Linked DNA regions of Mus musculus: region 2 is linked to region 1. Evidence: chromatin contacts called from public promoter capture Hi-C data. All regions are on one chromosome and are shown on one strand. Each heading gives the region's core, a stretch centred on a gene start, on an enhancer-like site or on the middle of the called end of the contact. The rest is flanking DNA. Distances are from core to core; before and after follow the strand shown. Region 1 holds the start of Rnf2 (ring finger protein 2). Region 2 overlaps Niban1 (niban apoptosis regulator 1).

Region 1 (5,390 bases), core at 1,916-4,415:
GAGATCCTGTCTCAAATAAATAAATAAATAAATAAATAGCTCCACTCTACAAATAAGCAACTCATCTGCTGAAAGTAATCGATAGAAATTCTTAAGACTTTTAAAATCTGCCCCTTAGTGTGCCTTCACTAGACATTTCAATCTGAAATTAACTTTTAAAGTAACTTTTCACTATTAGAGTAAATGGCAGTTATACAGAAGCAATTCAATCTCAGAGGTGTGAAGGCAGGCAACAGACATTTTTCTTGGAATTGCTGGTAGCACACTGCAGCTCAGCTCAATAGGACACACTACCAGCCTCATCCACGAGTCCACTTCAGCTGCCAAACGCCCACAAAGCTTTAAAAAAGAATTGAGTACATGGCCAACTCTTTTGGAGTTTTTCTACTCAGGACAAAACTGGTAATGGGCCACCCACCTTCTTAGCATCTACAATCAGGTACTCATTATGATTACCTAGCTAGCTCCTGACACACTAAAGCTAATTTCTAATTAAACACTATGGGTCTCATTACAAATTCAAAGTATCTATGTGAAATCACAACTTATATTTCTACTCCACACACCCACAGAGGAAATACCGAAGACTCACAGAATCAGGTCCAGAGTGTTCAACCTTTAGGGGGAGTATGTTGGGGGATGACGGGTGGGGTTGGGTCTCTATGTAGTTCCAAGCTGGCCTAGAACTCGGAAACTTCCTCTGCCTCTCAAGTGCTGGAATTAAAGTCAGGTGCCACCACATCCAGCTGACACTGTGACAAGACACTGTCATCTACAGACATGCTGCTGGGTTGCCATTCTTAGCTATCCTGGAACCTATGTGGCCAAGGCAGGAGGTTGGGCAGTCCTGACATCAAAAACCTAAGATCAGTAATAGACTAATGAAATTCCAAACATGACTTAAGTCTACATTTCTGTGTACTCTACCTGGGCACTGTCTTAAATGAGCCACAGAGAAAACAAAACTAAATAAATAACAAAGCCCACTAAAGTTCCAGTATTTTGTATGTCTGTAGTGTCTGTTACACTATTTGTTCTAACTGAAAGCTTTCTGTGCAGCACATTAGAGGACCATTATCTTATTTTTCAAATATAAAGGCTATCATAAAGTCTCCTTTTAGAGGCTTGGATTTTGCCTTGTCTGTGCTTGTGAGACAGTCTCATAGCCCACTCTGCTCTTTGTGTAGCCCAGGATGGCCTGTCTCTACTCCTAAAGCTAAGTCAGCTATGTGTCTAAAGTCTACAACTTAGTCTTCATCTGAACTACTGCCCTGTCCCTTCCACACGAGGGATTTAGAGAAATAAGTAAACTTGGAGAAAGTAAAAACCCATATTTGGTGTGATACCTAACAACTGGAGTGTTATATATTTATCAGTTATTTTACTAAATAGATTAGATGTTACCATCAAGTCTTTAAAAAAGGATACCTGTTGATTGTAGCAAGTAGAGATTTTAGAGGGCAAAGAGGTATATCCAGGAGTAATATTGTTGCCGTTTAAGTTCTTTATAAATCAGAGGTTAAAAGTTCAACTTAAGACACAAAATGTAAGACAGCTGTGTTGAATGTCTATAATCTTGTCACCAGGGAAGCTGAGACAGGAGGATTGCCTTAAACTCAGTATCGAGTATGAGGCCAGCTTGCCTGGACAATACTGAATGGGTCGCTGGCAAAAGTAAATAAATAAAAATAAAATAAATCTCAAAATACTGAATGGGTCGCTTGCAAAAGTAAATAAATAAAAATAAAATAAATCTCAAAACCCGACATTTGCTTTATTAAAATATTCAACAATTACAAATAATTAGATACCAATTCCACTAAGTACTCCAGTTGATTATCTCGAAACTATCAAAAAATAATTGAATGCAAATGACTTATGGTACTTTTAATTAAAATATGGCTTAAATTACTTGACACTATGCCTTCCTTTTTTTTTATTTCAAAAGAAATAACCGCATACCAAATACTTAAAAGCCTAGCTAAGCTTTTTCACACACCGTGTAGAAAGTCTGACATTTCCACAACAAGTCACAAGGCATACAAACTTCCGACAGCTTCTTTAAAAAGACACCCAACGGGGCTTCGGGGACATGAATCGGTAATCTGTTCCGGTGGGCAAAAGCAAAGAAAGGAACCTCAAAGTTTCCAAGACCGACCTTTTTTTTTTTTTTTTTTTTTAAACCAACAACAATATCTCTGCGAGTATGAAGGCGACTTCTGAAGCGAGGAAACGATTCTAACAAGGGCCGGGACTCGGGAGCCGACAGGCAGAGGGAGTGGACCAAGGATTTCGGCAAACACAGCCCGGGGTCAAAACGCGAAGCAGCTCGAACCCACGGAGTCGCCCCCTCCCCCAACACCGCCTCCAGGGTGAGCCCGTGGCTCGCGGAGGCGGCAACAGATACTCCGGGGCAGGCGGCGGCTCTCCAGGAATGTGGGGCCGAGAGGGGATCCCGAGCCCACCCCGGTGCCAGGTCCCAAAGGAGAGCTGTCGGCCCGGAGCGCCCCTCCCCGCCCCCACGGCGCCGACCTCCGGGCCCCGCGAGCAAGCCCAGGGCTAAGTTCTCCCAGCGCTCCGGTGCCGCCCTCGAGGCCCCGGCCGCCGTAAGCCCAGGGCCGCGCGGGTGCGCTTCCCCGAAGGGCTCCGGACGCTTCGCCAGCCCGGTGCTCACGGGCCGCGAACAATGAGCCCTCCCGGGCGGGCCGCGAGCGGCGGAGCGAACGGCCGGGGGCGGCGGCGCCATCGCCTCACGGCCCCTCGCGGCCGCGGACACACACACACACACACACCCCCAGCCCCGCCGCCGCTCGGGCCGCGGCCCGTTCCGGGTGCCCCTGCCCCAGCCCGCCGCCCTCGCAGACGTCGCCATCCCCCTCCCTGCCTAGCTCACCGGCTCCTGCCCCAGCCCGGGGGTGCGCTGGCAGTGGCCGGAGCGAGACTCGAGAATCAACCGCCGGCGCCGCCGCACAATATGGCGAGTCTCGGCTTCCGCAATGGAGCTCGGGAAATACAACAGGGGCCGCTCAATATTCATGAGAGACTGGGGAGGGGGGAGCCGGCTCGGCCGGAGCTGCGGGGAGGGCGGGAAGGAGCGAGCGAGCGAGCGAGCGAGCGAGGAGGCGGAGGCGCGGGACGCGGACGCGCACCGCGCGGGGAGGCCCCTGGCGTAGGGGAAGGGGCGTGCCTAGTGCAGGCCCGGACCGCCGGGCCACGCCCACACCCTGGCCCTGGCTCCGCCCCCGCCCGTGGCTACAGCTCGCCAGACGCCCCCAGCGCCGGCGCAGCCCCCAGCCAACGCCTGCTGACTTGGGCGTCTTCTTTCTGTCTGTTTCCCCCGTCCTGGAGCCTTTCTGGGCCTGTCTGAGCCCACAGGTTGCGCCTTCCCTCCCGCTGCTGAGGTTTCGATTTGGGCTTCCAGCCCCTGACTTCGTCCTCGTCCTCGTAGTCATCCCAGCCCAAGTAAATCCTCAGGGTTTCTGCTGCAGAACTTTCCGGACTTTGGATCTCTAAGGCATACAAAGCCAGCAAGATCTAAGGAAAGTGACCTTCAACTCTGGAAATAGGCGCTTGTTAGTACGTCCCTAATGATCTCCTTGCTACTCTTTATATCGACCTCCTTGACGCTTTCAGTGTTCTGAATTTGAAAATATAAGTAGCCATAGATAGTTGTCATTACCACCACCACTACCCAAAAAAATAGCCTGCAAGTTGTCACTCGGTAATTCCTGCATTTAACTTTTAAGTAACACGTAGGAAAAAAAGTTCCCTAACTTCAAAATGTTTCATTGGTCATGGTCTCTTGAAAGGATAATCAAGAATAGCAGATGATAAATGGGAAGGCACTTAATTTGCACTGCACTGAAATTGGGCGAGGTGGCTTATAGCTTCCAGTAACGTTATTATGGAATTCCTTTTCTGTGGCTTAAAATTTTCTTACTTATTGTATTATTCGGGGTTTTCTATAGAAACAACTAATAGAATGCATATATATTAAATATATTCAGCATATAGAGAGGGGGGATATTAAGTATATGCAATATAGAGAGAGGTGGGGTGGGTATTAGAGTGGCTTACAGGCTGTGGTCTAAGCCAACAGTACTGTCTCCAAACTACAAGGTGAAGAACCTAGTAGTTTTAAGCCCTTGGTGCTGGCTGTGTCAGCGGGTCGTTGGCCTATGTTGGAATCCAAAGAAGTGTTTTTTAATATCAGTAAAGTAATGTCTCAGCATCAGATCTTGCTGGCGAAAGCTTTCTACTCACCCCTTCCTTTTTTGTATGCTACCACAGAAGGTGTGGCAAAGAGTTCAGATGGGACTTCAAGGCTTGAATGATCCAATCAAGAAAACATTCACGAGTGTGCTCAGTTGTTTGGTGTTTTGTTAATCCCAGATGTGACCAACCAGGATTGGTGCTCACACTTACTGTCCACTCTAGCAATTTAAAAAGCCCAAGGTTAAACTTTTCCCGGGATGTGAATCAAAGCCAAAATAACCCCGAGTGTTGTGTTCCTCCATCCTCTGGAGACGGGTAGTCTGGAGCAGAAACACTGACCTTCCATCAAAGCGGAATGTTCATAATTGAGAACTCTTTGCTCTAGTTCAAACGCTTCTGGAAATCGTGATGTGTAACTGCTTGAAGCCAGTCAATCAGTGTTAAGGAAGGCCGTCATTTATAGGGAGCACAGAAGATACAGGTAAATCTAATATCCTATTTAAAGGGTCACAGTAGGATTGTCTTTAAAGAAGAAAACGTATGGGATATTTAGATTAAAAATTATTTAAAAAGTTAGACTTTGGGCTAAAAATCCTTTAGTACAAAGATACTTCTAACAAATCAGTGTGACTTCATCTATTTTACCTCTTCACTGGCATGAGACCAGTCTGCGGTGGCCCACACCTTTAATCCAAGCACTCAGGAGGCATAGACAGATGGATCTCTGTGAGTTCAAGGACAGCCTGGTCTACAGAGTGAGTTCCAGAACAACCAGGGCTACACAGAGAAACCCTGTCTGGAAGAAAACCAAAAAACTTGGAATGGATCATCCTAGATTGGCTTAAACAGGAAAGTTATGTTCTGCCATTTGGTAAGAAATATTTCTAAAACCTTTAGATTCAATACAACACAGGTTTATCGCCTGCTCATCCTTAGTGATTAATTAGAATCAAAATCACTGTTCCAGTCTCTCTGGAAACCAGATTGACAGAGACCTCAATCTCTTAGCTGTAGCCCTTGTGTTAGTCAGGGACCTCTAGAGTAACAGGACTTATAGAATGAATCTCTCTCTAGAGAGAAATGGAATTTATTATACTCACTATGGCTATAGTCCAGCTAACCCAATAATGGCTGCCTATAAATGGACTGTCCAAGAGTCTAGTAGTTCAGTCCAC
Region 2 (5,390 bases), core at 1,364-3,863, 170 kb after region 1:
GGTATGATGTAAGGAGTATGAAGCCAAGTGGTTTCCTCTGAGTTAAGTGTTTTTCTTTTTTATAAAGAAGTCTCATATAGTATATGCATACGCACACAGTTTGTATGAACACATAACTAGCTCACATCATAAAAGCTAGGTTATTTTTCCTTGTTCCCTCCTTCTGTTCTTCCATGAGCAATGATAAATAAACTCTGTATCATCTGTGTTTTCCCATGTACTTCCATGATAAGGTTTGCTGTGTGGTTACTGTTATAAGATCATCCTGCCTTGGTGTTTCTTACCCCCCAGTGCAGCCTTGTGAAAACCTCTTCTTGTTAACCGCCACGGCTCGAACTCAGTGATCAGCAGATTATAATATTCCGTGGCTTGGGTTCTACATTGGTCAGCCTTGTTCCTATCAATCGCCTTTCCTTGTTTATCCTCCTTTGGAAAGATTCACAATTATATTAACATGACTATGTCAACGTTGTTGTACACACGTCCCCATATTCTTATTTCTAAGAAGCTGCGCCCAGGAAGTGTGGTTGTTGAGTAAATGAATTTTTAACTTAATAAATGCTATCAGGTTAATTTTCAGCGGGACTGTAAGGTTTCGAGTTTCTATGGTCTGCAAGAGCACTCGTTAGCAGTAGCTTTGCAGTAGGACTTTCTGTCCTTTGTCTGCATCCATAGGTTGACAGGTTAAAATGGACCTCCTTTTTATTTTAGTGGACCTTGCCTAACTGCTGTGGGATCTTAGCATCTTACCTAGTGGTTGTCAACAGTTCCTTTCTGTGAGTCTTCCATTTCCAGTCTCACCCATTCATTCTCCCGTTCTTTTGTTTTATTATTGTTTTACAATGGTTCTGTGAAGATTTGCATATTAACCCTTTGTTCACCTCCACTAATGACATTTCATTCAAGTTTACCATTCATGTTACCATTAACTCATTTATGTTAGCTTTTACTTAGAATATACTTTGCCATGTGAAGATATCTAATTTTTAAAAAAGATTTATTTTATTTATGTAAGTACACTATAGCTGTCTTCAGACACACCAGAACAGGGCAGCTGATCCCATTACAGATAGTTGTGAGCCCACCATATGGTTGCTGGGAATAACTCAGGACCTCTGGAAGAGCAACCAGTGCTCTTAACCACTGAGCCATCTTGCCAGCCCAGATGTCTAATTTTTATATAGTCAAATATGTCTATTTTTTCTTTTATGGTTTTTGGATTTTTTGCCTTTGTTGAGATTTTCCTTAACCTTGGATTATATGTGTAATCTTCTTATTTTTTTAAAAGATTTATTTATTTATTTCATTTATGTGAATACATTGTAGCTGTCTTCAGACACACCAGAAGAGGGCATCAGATCTTATTACAGATGGTTGTGAGCCACCGTGTGGTTGTTGGGAATTGAACTCAGGACCTCTGGAAGAGCAGACAGTGCTCTTAACCACTGAGCAATCTCTACAGCTCCCTTCTTATTTGGTTTTTTTTAAATTTTTTATATTGCTATATTTTAATTATTGTATTTTATGTGCACGAGTGCTTTGTCTACATGTATGTCTGTGTACCCACCTGTGTGCCTGGTGCTTGCTGAGAGCCTAAGAGAGCATTGGATCCCATAGGTGGTTGGGAGAGCATCGTTTGTGGTTGCTGGACCTGGGTCCAGGTTGTGGAACCTGGGTCCTCTGGAAGAACAGCTGGTGCTCTCTGCCATGCGCCATCTCTCCAGTTCCTCATATTGATGTATTGTCACCCTGAAGTCTCTCAGCTCTGTGGAAATCATGTGATGTATACCTGTAGTCTACTGTTTTTCCTTAAGAGGATAAACAGTTGTATCAGCACTGTTTATGAACTAATATAACTTTTCCACCGAATATTAAAATATGCATATATCTTAAGGTTATCTGACTATTCTTTTCTCCACTAAATCATATCCTTATTCCCACATGGTTGCAATTTTGATTTATGGTAGATTATAAGTTTTTGTTATGCAATATTATACCTGATATGAAAAATTTCCCCATATAATTGATTTACATTATACTTTCTTCACTATTTTAGGCATACATTTTAATTTGTGAACTTGTGCTTATTGTAGCTAATTAGCTCCTAATGCCTGCCGAGAGTCTAATTGCAAGTTCATTAAGCTATAAATTATTTTTGAACAACAATTTGAATGATCATATGTCATAGTCTGTGGGTGATATTAGAAATTCACTTTAAAGACCAGACACACTCAGAGGCTGGACCGGGTCCTGGAATGGGTGTTTTCCCTGCTTTGGTTGAGTTTGAGGCTGCAGATCAGCTGTGACTGAAAGAGGAGAAGGAAAAGTGCTTGTGGCTGTAGAGAGCCTACCAAATGCCAGGTTCTGTCTCCAGTCTCTTCCTCATGGTATGTTCCCAAACACACCCAACTGAGATCACAGGTAGGTAGTTTCTAAGGTCAGGAACCCACTCCATGGAACTCTGTTGGAGGTCTCTGCGTCTGGACCTAACATAACCCAAAACGTTTACTCCAGGTGAGGTTGACCGCTCCAGAGGTTGGGTGTCTAAAGCAGGAAGTACTGTTTGCAAGCAGAGGGGTGTGCTGTGTGGTTTGCCTTCCTTTGCTGTGGACACTCCCACTTGCCACAATTTGACCTGCACATGTGCAACTTGCCTCGCTGGCCCTCAGCTACATGCACTGTAGAGCAAGCGGCTGTGCATCCTTTTACCAAACACAGTTAAGCCATTGCTTCATGTTTGTGCGGGCTGCTGGGGAGCCAGTGGTGAGCATCTGTGGGCTGATTCCCACACTCCCGTTGCTATTCCTGGTTGCTCTCTTGATGATAGTAATGCTTGTTTTTAATTTAGGCATTAAGTACACTCGCTAATACACTCACTAGTCATCTAGAAATATGGACTTAGATGAAAAGTTTCATATTAATTTGATCTTAATTAGAAACTCAGCATCGGTGTGGATCAGACCAACATTCATTTAACAGACATTTATTGCATGTAGTATATGCCAAGCACAGTTATGGGCTAATGATTGAAATGAAAATTACCTGTAAATATAAATACAAATGATTAACTTAGATAAATGTAATAAACACTGTGAAAAACAATAGATTAAGGGAGTCCAGGCGTGCTGGGCATGGAGAAGTGATGGCCCTGGATGAAATGTAGAGTAAACTGCATTAAATATGCAAACTTAATTAAGGGAGAACTGTGCCTAGCCTAGAACTTGGAAGAAATGTGGATAAGTAGAGAGGCTGTGTTACTAAGTAAAATTTTATTTTATTTTATTTTATTTTATGTGTATGAGTTTTGCTTTCAGGTTAGTCAGTGCATCGTGTGCATGCCTGGTGCCCACAGAGGCCAGAAGAGTATATCAGATCCCCTGAAACTGGAGTTATAGATGGTTGTGAGCCACCATGTAGGTACCAAAGGATGCACCAGGGTCCTCTGGAAGAGCAGTCAGTGCCCTTAACCATTGTTCCTGAGTAATCTTAATAGTCTTCCTGAGACTCCAGTTCAACACTGTAGTCAGATTGGCTTCCCCCTCTGATCTCTTCATAGTGAGGCCTCAAGTCCATTGTGTAAGCCTCGGGGACCTAGTCAAAGAGCATCCAACCCATAGCATTCAGTTTGAGAGAAGAGTCCTGGGCAGACGTGATGATTTCCCAAGGACACATCTGTCTGCCTTCAAGACTGTCCACCCATGGAGCCTAAGCCGTGCAGGGTACAGTAGGGGAACTGCTGTGTACGAGGGTGCCCATCCGCCAGCATGGGAAATACGGAAGGCGTGAAGCAAGGTCTTCCAGACGGCTTCCATTTGATTAGTTTTGATCTGTAAACCCACACTATTTAATACACAGCGGTTTTTACCATTATCAGTAATGATAATAAGCCCAGAATACTTTATATGCTATCATAGTCATTTAATAAGTAAACACTGCTGTGTTGTAGGGTAATTGAGGAGACATTAAGAGCCCATTCTAGTTCTGTAATTCCACTGTGTCTTTTTTAATCACAAAAATACTGTCAGGAGCGATGCATACACAAGAGGCAGTCACTAGCTCACTCCTATAAAACACCCTCACACAGGAAGCAAGTTACACGGTCTCATCTAGTCAACCTTTGACCCATCCTGCAGGGGCAGAGGGTTGTTATGGAGGGGGTGGGGGGCTCTTACTCTGTTTACCACAAGGAGAATCTGATCAGTGGACCAACTCTTTATATAGTTCCATGGGATGTAATTATATCATGTAACTCGAAGTTTTAGCCATTATTTACAATAGATACCAGAGGCACCTACATTTATCAACCTCTTTGGCTGTTTTTCTTTTCAGCAGAGGGTAGGGATCGGGTGAACAAGTTGTTGCTATAAATAAAGCAGGTTGTTGTAAGGCTTGTGTCCTGATTGGAGATTGATTTCACCTCCTGTGTCCGTTGGTAGTTAGCAATTTTCTACCACACTGAGCAGGGCTATTGTAATTCAGCATTGGCAGAGAGACCCTCAAAGTTAAAGCTGCATTGAGGCCTCGCTGGGCATCAGCAGGGTCAGTGAGAGATGGCCTTGTGACTTTGAGAGTCTTAATCCTGAACCAAGCTTAATTTATATATACTTCTTACAAGTCATTTTCTTTCTTTCTTTCTTTCTTTCTTTCTTCCTTCCTTCCTTCCTTCCTTCCTTTCTTTCTTTCTTTCTTTCTTTTCTTCCTTTTTTTCTTTTTAAAAAAATTTTTTGAGACAGGGTGTCTCTGTATATCCCTGGCTGTCCTGGAACTCACTCTGTAGACCAGGCTGGCCTCAAACTAAGAAATCCGCCTGCCTCTGCCTCCGAGTGCTGCGATTAAAAGTGTGTGCCACCACGCCCGGCTTCTTTCTTTTTTTAATTTAATGTTTTTTAGCTTATTCATTTTACATCCCACTCACTGCCCCCCTTCTGATCACCCCTCCCACAATCTTTCTTCCATCTACCTCCCCTTCTCTTCTGAGCAGGTTTGTCGCCCCCACCCCCACCCCCGCGCCATTCCTCCCCTCCCCCCTGTATCCCCGCAACCTGTCACTTCAAGTCTCTGAGAGGTTAGATTCTTCCTTTCCTACGGAGGCCACACAAGCCAGCCCAGCTAGAAGGACATGGACAGGCAACAGCTTTTGGGACAGTCTCTGTTCCAGTTTTTTTGGTACCCATACCAAGCTACACATCTGCTACATATGTGCAGGGAGGCCTAGGTCCAGCCCATGTATGTCCTTTGGTTGGTGGTTCAGACTCTGTGAGCCCCAAGGGTTCCGAATAGTTGACTTTGTTGGTCTTCTTGTGGAGTTCCTGTCTCCTTTGAGGCCTATAATCTTCCTCGTATTCCAAGAGTCCCCAAGCTCCATCCACTGTTTGGCTGTGGGTGTCTGT

What was found. Promoter capture Hi-C pulls out the DNA fragments that hold promoters and counts their contacts.
Region 2: a contact with region 1 is called in a promoter capture Hi-C map of the HPC-7 cell line. The contact joins the enhancer-like site here to the promoter of Rnf2 in region 1. A contact is called at or near these places in 5 of 39 promoter capture datasets (the C10 cell line, the HPC-7 cell line, HPC-7-derived erythroid cells and 3 more), 13 of 115 datasets of contacts at active chromatin or transcription factors (the SCID.adh cell line, bone marrow-derived macrophages, craniofacial prominence and 7 more) and 4 of 9 other capture datasets (adipose tissue, embryonic stem cells, liver and 1 more).

The regions. Positions count from the first base shown.
Region 1 is chr1:151,497,826-151,503,215 of GRCm38.p6, forward strand. It overlaps Rnf2 (ring finger protein 2), which reads right to left and starts at 3,166. Exons shown (of 7, transcript NM_011277.3): 1 at 2,894-3,166.
Region 2 is chr1:151,667,603-151,672,992 of GRCm38.p6, forward strand. The region is part of intron 5 of Niban1 (niban apoptosis regulator 1); the gene reads left to right. Among named protein-coding and RNA genes, the nearest start is that of Gm41969, 67 kb to the right of the region's middle. Within about 2 kb of position 2,614, at least 20 of the 459 cell types and tissues checked have an H3K27ac peak or open chromatin away from gene starts, as enhancers often do. A contact at or near this core is called in the HPC-7 cell line, the SCID.adh cell line and memory CD8 T cells, where this site is marked.